Linked DNA regions of Mus musculus: region 2 is linked to region 1. A link is a contact called in public Hi-C data. All regions are on one chromosome and are shown on one strand. The core of a region is the stretch at or near the end of the contact, and the rest is flanking DNA. Distances in the headings are between cores, read along the strand shown. Region 1 has its middle 66 kb from the start of Gm23980. Region 2 has its middle 420 kb from the start of Gm35827.

Region 1 (4,013 bases), core at 486-2,985:
TAGTTTTACAACCTAGGAGGACTGGTGAATGCTCACATAAGGATGCATTTTGTTGTGTGCTTAATGATATATCTTCTCTCACCTCACATAAGAGAAACACGGCAGGGTTTTACCCTGACAATGTCACAGCTGTTTCACATTCCCTTCCTTAGTCATTCCCCAGTTTTTATAGCCTAAGCAGCTGTCAGCAGCAATGACTCTTTCTTTGTGAGGCAGGGAATGACTAAACTTATAATTAGACCTCAGTTATGAAAATGTAACTAGTTAATCATAGCCTTCACTAGGACCTTTTGCATTCCAAAGGGATTTGCACACAGCCAAGAATGGTGGAACAAATCAAACAAAGGGGTTGAGTCACTTCAGTATTGATTTTTCTACTTCACATACAAATATTCATCTTCAACGCATCACCCACAATTATCATTTGAACTGTAATTCAGCATCTTTAATCATTTAGAATGTTTACAGCACCTGTTACACCTTTATTCAAATTATGTGCCCCCTTCTTTCCTGAAATAATTTTTGTAACAAAAATGAAAAATACATAAACAAAACAACAATAAAAGCCATCAGAGCTTTAAAATAATAAAGTGCACCAATAAATAAATATGAATAAAACAATGAAATATTTAATTTATATAATGTTGAATTATGTTTTTTAATTTTTGAAATTAAGTTTAATTACATCATTTTTCCCTTTCCTCTTTCTACCTCCATGTTCTCTTTAAAATTCATGGACACATTTTTTCCTTAATTGTTGGTAGATACATCTATGTAAATGTATGCATACACACATAATATCCCAATAATTGTCCCAAATGTCTGACTATTGTTGCAGGCTGTTTGGTTCAGGATGAGCAATTTGTGTACAATTCTCTGGTTAAAACGATTTCTTCCATTCCCATCATAGCGTATTTTCCCTTGATTCTAGCACAGAGCAGAGACTTTGGGGGCTTTCTCAGGCACATTAATATGTCTGGCACTTGTGGTCTTGTTAAGATCATCACGCAGTGATCAATTTTAAATTACAACTGTAAGTTACTAGCAGGCTACATACTTAAAAAAAAAGTCCATTAATAAGTTTCACCTTAGATTGAAAATATTGAGCCTGGTCTTATTTGCCCTTCTTAATTTCTGTTTGTTTTAATTGAAAAGTATTTTTAAGCTTCAGTTACTGTAACAGAAAATTGTATTATTTTTAATGTTAGGATGTCTTTATTTTTAAGATTTTCATATGTATATTCAATGAAAAACTATCATAAACACCCTGAATTTTCTCTCTCTAATGGAAGTATAACATCTTCAAAATATTATGTCATTCAAAAAAAAAAAACAAACAAAAAAACCTTAACTTATTAATTTCAACTAGTGCTGCCATGCACTGGTATGGGGCAATCCACTGAATCTTGAACCAACCCCAGTAGCTACCCAGCTTTCAATAAATATTATTCCTCCTAGCTAGCATATTGCAACTGATAATAGCCAAGCCTCTATCAAGAAACAAAACTTACTCACAAGATACAAAAGGCTAACCTTTCCCTTTGAGCTCTGCTATTTCAGGGTGTCAACACAGACTTTATCTCTCTTCCCAGAAAACAAGGCTTAATAATATTTGGTTAAAATTTGATTCCTTGAACCATATAAACTAATATGAGTAATATTATTCCTCACATAAAGGAAATACATTCCTTACAGATGACTAGATGTCTTTAGACCCTTGGGACTTCGTCTAGAAGCCACAGTTCTGTGCCTTTTTACAAAATTTAACATGAGAAATACTCTTAGCTCTCCCAGGAACCTTAAGCCCATTGACTTTCTACCCTCCCTAATGGAACACTCAGTATTCCTTGCTTTTTTCATTCCTAAATTAGATTTTACAGATCATGAACTTGCTAACCATATTGAAGATGCTGTATACTCCTTGTTATCTCAACTTTTAAAATACTCATGGATAGTTTCCTAACTCTGCATTCTATTTTTGCCAACTGAAAGATTCTCAAGTTTAACAGAGCCAAAAAGGTTCCTCCAAAAACTTCCATGGCTTCCAGTCAGACCAAAAGATTCTAGCAATTTTGTAAAAACTAAATATAATTTGAAATTTAAGAATTATGTTACTGTCCTCAAATAATTCTTCCAAACACAGATTTTAAGCAATTTACTCCTTCTCCTTAATCATAGATAGCATAATAACACTCAAAAGACCCAACTCATGTCATGTCTGTCTCACAATATGGAAGCACACAGACCTGTGGTTGTAGAAGTGTCAGTCTTGGCTGAGCTGATGCAGTTTACAAAATCAAGAATTTAAAACTACAATCCCTGAACCACACAGAGATGGCAAATAACTATGCCAAACCAAAGGAGAGGAGAAGGGAGTGTGGAAGAAAGAAAGGAAAAGAGGAAATGGAAAGAGCACTATTTTTTTTCAATATTTCTATTGGTTATTTTATTTATTTACTTTTCAAATGCTCTCCTTCCCAGTTTGCCTCCACAAACCCCCTATCCCCCTCCCCTCCCCTGTCTCTACAAGGGTGCTCTCACCACCCATCTGGCCACTCTCACCCCAGAGTCCTAGCATTCTCCTATGCTGGGTCATCCAGCCTCTACAGGACCAAGGGGCTGCCCTCCCACTGATGCCAGTTAAGGCCTCCTCTGCTACATGTTCAGCTGGAGCCATGGGTTGCCCCTCATGAGTACTCTATGGTTAGTTGGTTTAGTCCCTGGGAGCTATTTTTTATTCAGCGGGGGGGGGGGGGGGTCTGGTTGGTTGATATTGTCATTCTTCCTATGAGGTTGCAAACATCTTCAGCTTCTTGGATTGGAGATGTGACTCAGCCGTTAAAGGCTAGGCTCACAACCAAACATATAAGGACAGAGCACTATTAGCAATTGTAAAATCTGAATAAAAGACTAATGCTGCTTAGTTCCCATTACTTTACCATAGACGGAGAAAGCAATAGTCTTAGGGAAATCCCAACGTATTTGTAGCTTCTATTGGATAAAAGTAAGCCAAAAGTCCAGCTGACTTACACTGAGGAAGTGAGTTATATTAAAAATACATAGGATCAGTATAGGATAAATTTATTTAGATCTACCATAGTTCTTAAAAGTTACCTTCTGTAATTGAAAACCTTCAGCCATTTCAGAATCATCAGTGATTAATTCAAAGAATTAGAATGAAGAGATTAGACTTCAATTTAGATTTAGACCTGAGTCCTTTCTAATAATCACATAACTTTTACTTAAGACCAATCCTAATATAAGATGGATTATTTGGTTATGTATAATCTACTTAGAATAACAAGACTGATCAAATTAGTGTACTTATTCCAGGGTATAATCGCCTTCCTTTCTCCAATCTTTCTTAAGTTGCCTATAGTTTATTTAGTAGTGCTGAGGCCTTATGGACTTTTATCTGTTAATTTTGCCATGTCCATGAGTGCTATCCTTGTGCACCTCATGTTTGGGAAGTCATGTTGACAAGACTTTTGGATTAGATTCTGACATTACTATGAGACATAGTCTCACAGAAAACTCCCAGATCCTTTGTCTCTTAATATTTTTCTGACCTCTCTTTCTCAAAGATTCCAGAGTCTTAGATGTGGGAGTATTTTGTGAATGTATCCATTAGGACTGAAGTCTAGAACTCTGTATTTTATTGGTTCTTGTTTTCTGCAGTGGCCTTAGTCTTTTACAAAGGGAAGTTGCCTTGATGAAGGGTAGAGACTGCACTATTCTCTGTGTATAAGGACTAATGTTCATAAATTACAAATAGGTGTTATGCTAGTTGTTGAAATTATAATTGTAGATTCCTCCTTGAATAATTATGACTTCACAATACTTAATTTTTAGCTAGGTTTCTAGTACCAGGAATGGCTTCCCACTCATTGATTGGGATTTTAGTCCAATTGGAGCACTATTCTTCAGCATCAAATTATGTGTGCTACTGATGCACCATTCAGGTTGTCCTGCAAAGCTGGTTATTAATGTGGTTGAGATGCATAATGGCTGAG
Region 2 (4,013 bases), core at 990-3,489, 720 kb before region 1:
GGATGATGGTTAGGTGGTGGTTGCTTCTTTTCAGAAACAGATGTGAAATAAAGAACCTTCTCAGTGCAGTAAACCAAAGCCAGACTATAAACAGTTTCAAAATCAATTCATTAAGAAAATTGAAAGGACAGGAAGAAATCTAACCTTTTTATGTAGTAAAGCATATGGAATCCATTGCATATGAGTTCTTCAGGTAATTATGAATACTCAAGGAAGAATTCATGCCAGCACTTTTTTCCACTTGTATTTCAAACTGAATTCAGCTTTGTAGCTGATGAAATGGTAATAGTGTGTGCTTTTGAATCTTCTCATCATTTTTAGCAGTGTTAGGCATGGTTTCCATTTCATGGAGAAGACCTGAAATACAATATACAACAACTGCTTCCTCCTATAATATTTGTGCCAGTATTGAATAGTTCAACTTTTGTATGTTGTGAATTGCTTTTCTTCTCCAGCTCTGTGAACCTTAGTTGTAGAGATGAAGCTTCCAATGGGCACCTGCTTGATTTCTCCATGTTTCATAATATAAGTACTGTGTTCATCAGCATAAGTTTATGGAGAGTATCTAATAGTCCTGTCAGTAGCCTGTAATATTTTCCAATGGGAGTTTCCATGAAACTTAAGGAAATATATGTCATTCTTGGCACTGGGAAGTTTACATAGTGATATATGATGTCTAGTTGAGGCAGAGTCTCCTACTGACATGATAACACCATTTGTAACATTTATACCTAGGCATGTAATTTTGGAAATTATTTATAACAGGTGTCTTTCGTAGCCTTTTCACAAAGCCTTTGGTGTTTGATGTATCTTTTCATATTCCTTCCTTCATGATCAGCTTTTAGTTGAGCTCTGATATCTTACTTAAGTTCAATGAGAATAGAAAGATTGTGTTCAACCCTACTAGAAGAAAAGATAATAAACAGCCCAAAGTCTATATGCAAAGTAATTACAAATTATATACAACGAAAGCTAGGAATTCCAACACAATTTTGAAAAATATTAATCTAGTCAGCGTGTCTTTAACTTGTAAATACATAGTGACACTCACATAAAATGAATTCCCTACATCATAATACATCACATGATATAAACAGATACTATTTGAACATGGATAACATAGAACACATAGAAAAGTTAGATACAACAAGTAGTACAGTTAAAATAAATATTATACCACTAGGCATTAGTTAATTGTAAGACATTTAGCACACTTTCTAGTAGGTTATATGAAGGTAAAATAGTGTAAAACTCACAATTCCCTTATAATAGAAGTAAGGTGTAACAGAACTTTTTCTTAAACAGATATCTGATGGAAGATTACTATTCAGTTTTTAAAATGTAAATTATTATAAGTTAAAATATACTATTTCAACCATCAACTAAAATTTATATAAAAAAATCTCTTAATTGAAATCATGTTTTGAAACAAAAGGTAAAGGAACAATTTTATATTACCAGAAACAAATTTGACTATATAACAAAGATATAAATTCCTTTCTGATGGAGTCAAAATACTTAAGTCCAGAACATTATGTCTACAGCAGCAATGCTCATTGACTAATCTCTATCCAGAATATTAGAACTTTATATTCTGTAAACAGAAACAGGTCTATTAGGTTGCCCATTCCTTATGTTATTTTACAAGGTCATAGAAAGTCTGTGGATAGCTTATAATCTAAGATGATCCAGTTTAAATTATATAGGAAGCAATGAAAGTTCAGACTTTTGCATAGTAAGTTCAATTTTTAATTTCTGCTAAATTTATGTATGGAAGTTAAAATTGGAAATTATATACTTTCGAATTTGAATGAATCTCCTTTATGTAGGCTGAAGCTGTCATTAGTCACTTTCCAGCTTCTAGAACACCAGTTATACAAGCTGTCATTCAAAAGTTATTTTATGGTATGTGTAGTTTGAAGAAAGCTTTTTTTGTACACATAACATATTTAGAGACTATGTTCTTTGTGGTGTTGTATTAGTTATATTTATATAGTTATGTTACAACACCATGACCAAGGAAACTTTTGAACTTATTGTTCATGATAGATAAGATTCCATCGTGGCCAGAGAAGCATGCCAGCAATTGGAAGACATGGTGGCAGGAGCAGGAACCTGAAAGATCTAAGCCACAATCACAAGGCAGGGAAGGTAACTGAACCCTCTGAAAACACTACACCAACTGGTTCAAACACCCAAGACTATGTTGACTCTTTTTTCATTCAAAGCACCTCAGCCATTAATTTGCATGAATTTTGTGCATGTGCTTTTGATTTTTTTATATGTCTTACTAACTACTGTGTAGAACTGAAGAATAAAAACTTCTAAGCTAAAAAGGCATTCTTCTGACCCATCCAGCAGGTTCAGTTATTCGTGGGTCTTGAGGGGACTGCTCCTAAAACCAAATGGGGGGGGTGTGAAAGTGAAACAGAAGCCAAGTACAGAAAAGACACAGAGTCAATCTGAATCTTGTCAAGGCCTCATTGTATTCAGCAAAACTTGTAGTTTTTATACAAAAAGATCAAAGGGGAAATAGCCCTTACGCAGAAGGGCAGGGCGGGAGCAGTGGTAATTTTCCTTGGTGACTACAAGGGGAGGTATGATATCTAAAAATACATATTGTGGTTATGACATCTGCTGTTTGCATCAGTCACGTCTGGAGTCATCTTGTGGTAATTGTTGGTGACCTTCATCTGGACTTAGTCAGCTTGGGGAGGAGATCCAGTTTTATGTCTTAAGACTTGGCAGTCATCTTTTTCACCTGGATTATTATAAAGAATTTAGTTTTGGCTCCCAACATTCTTCTTTGGATCATTAAAAAATGTAATTCTTTGTTCAGAATGTTTAAAAGATTCTTTTTCCCACTTATGACAAGATTTATATCACTAGGATTTGATTAACAAACACTCTTAATCAAATGCATTAAAGAGAGGGAGCCGAAGATGAAGCTGAAAGTGATTCACTCAAATTGACAGACCAAAGCCAGGTGTCAAACGCATAATGAAATTGTAGTTGTCCAGATGAGAACAGTACCCATAGACTCATATGTTTGAATTGGTGGAATTGTTTGGGAATTACCTATAGAAAGAAGTGTGTGACTGGGTTTATGCTTTGGAATTTAAAAATTTTATGCTGTTCCTTGTTAGAGTCTCTCTCTCTCTCTCTCTCTCTCTCTCTCTCTCTCTCTCTCTCTCTCTCTCTCTCTCTCTGTCCTGGCTCATACTTGTGAACCAGATGTAAGCTTTGAGCTATTGTTCCAGGGTTATGGCTGACTGGTTGCTGTAATTCTTCCTGCCATGATTAGTAAAGTGACTTAGAGAGTAAGGATTGTAAGTTTTTGAAATACTTAAGTACAGAAATAAATGTCTAACGAACATGAATCTATCTCTAGTGAAGAACCAATATAGTGTTATACCATTGGGCATAGAAAAAGAATACCTTGTGCTACTCCAGAGAGATAACTGAGGTAAATGTAATCAAAGTTAACGGTATGTGTATAGGAAAATGTCATCATGAAACTATTATTCTACAAAATTGATTTATACTAATACAACTGTAAAACATATATATATATATATATATATATATATATATATATATATATAGTCTCACATAAAGATCACTAAAGACAGTAATTGATAAATCTATACCTACAGTTACAATGAATTATGCATTGACATATATCAAAGATTAAATTAAATCTTCTCTGTATTTATATGCTAAGACTGTTCTAATATGGTAAAAACACTTCCTGCTCTTCATCTTTCAGTTTGGCAATTCGACTTTTATTCTTTTCTAAAAATGGAAACAGTTCATTCTGATGAAACATCTCAAATGCTCTTTCATTTAGCCACACGAGCTTCTAATCTTCAATATTCTTTTCTGTGTATTTTCCTTTCTGTGAAGGAAAAATTGTCCTCCATATGTTATATTTTAGACCAATTCATTATTTCTTGACAGTGGGAACTATCTACCACAAAATGGAATCATTTATTTTACCTGTACCAGCATTT

The links. A called contact is a pair of places that touch in the nucleus more often than the background predicts.
Region 2: a contact with region 1 is called in a Hi-C map of embryonic fibroblasts, with 4 times the contacts expected there. The contact joins two enhancer-like sites. A contact is called at or near these places in 3 of 484 Hi-C or Micro-C datasets (the C2C12 cell line and embryonic fibroblasts).

The regions. Positions count from the first base shown.
Region 1 is chr15:23,578,288-23,582,300 of GRCm38.p6, reverse strand. No RefSeq gene overlaps it. Among named protein-coding and RNA genes, the nearest start is that of Gm23980, 66 kb to the left of the region's middle. Within about 2 kb of position 1,735, at least 5 of the 459 cell types and tissues checked have an H3K27ac peak or open chromatin away from gene starts, as enhancers often do. A contact at or near this core is called in the C2C12 cell line and embryonic fibroblasts, where this site is marked.
Region 2 is chr15:24,301,952-24,305,964 of GRCm38.p6, reverse strand. It overlaps the pseudogene Gm36147. Among named protein-coding and RNA genes, the nearest start is that of Gm35827, 420 kb to the left of the region's middle. Within about 2 kb of position 2,239, at least 14 of the 459 cell types and tissues checked have an H3K27ac peak or open chromatin away from gene starts, as enhancers often do. A contact at or near this core is called in the C2C12 cell line and embryonic fibroblasts, where this site is marked.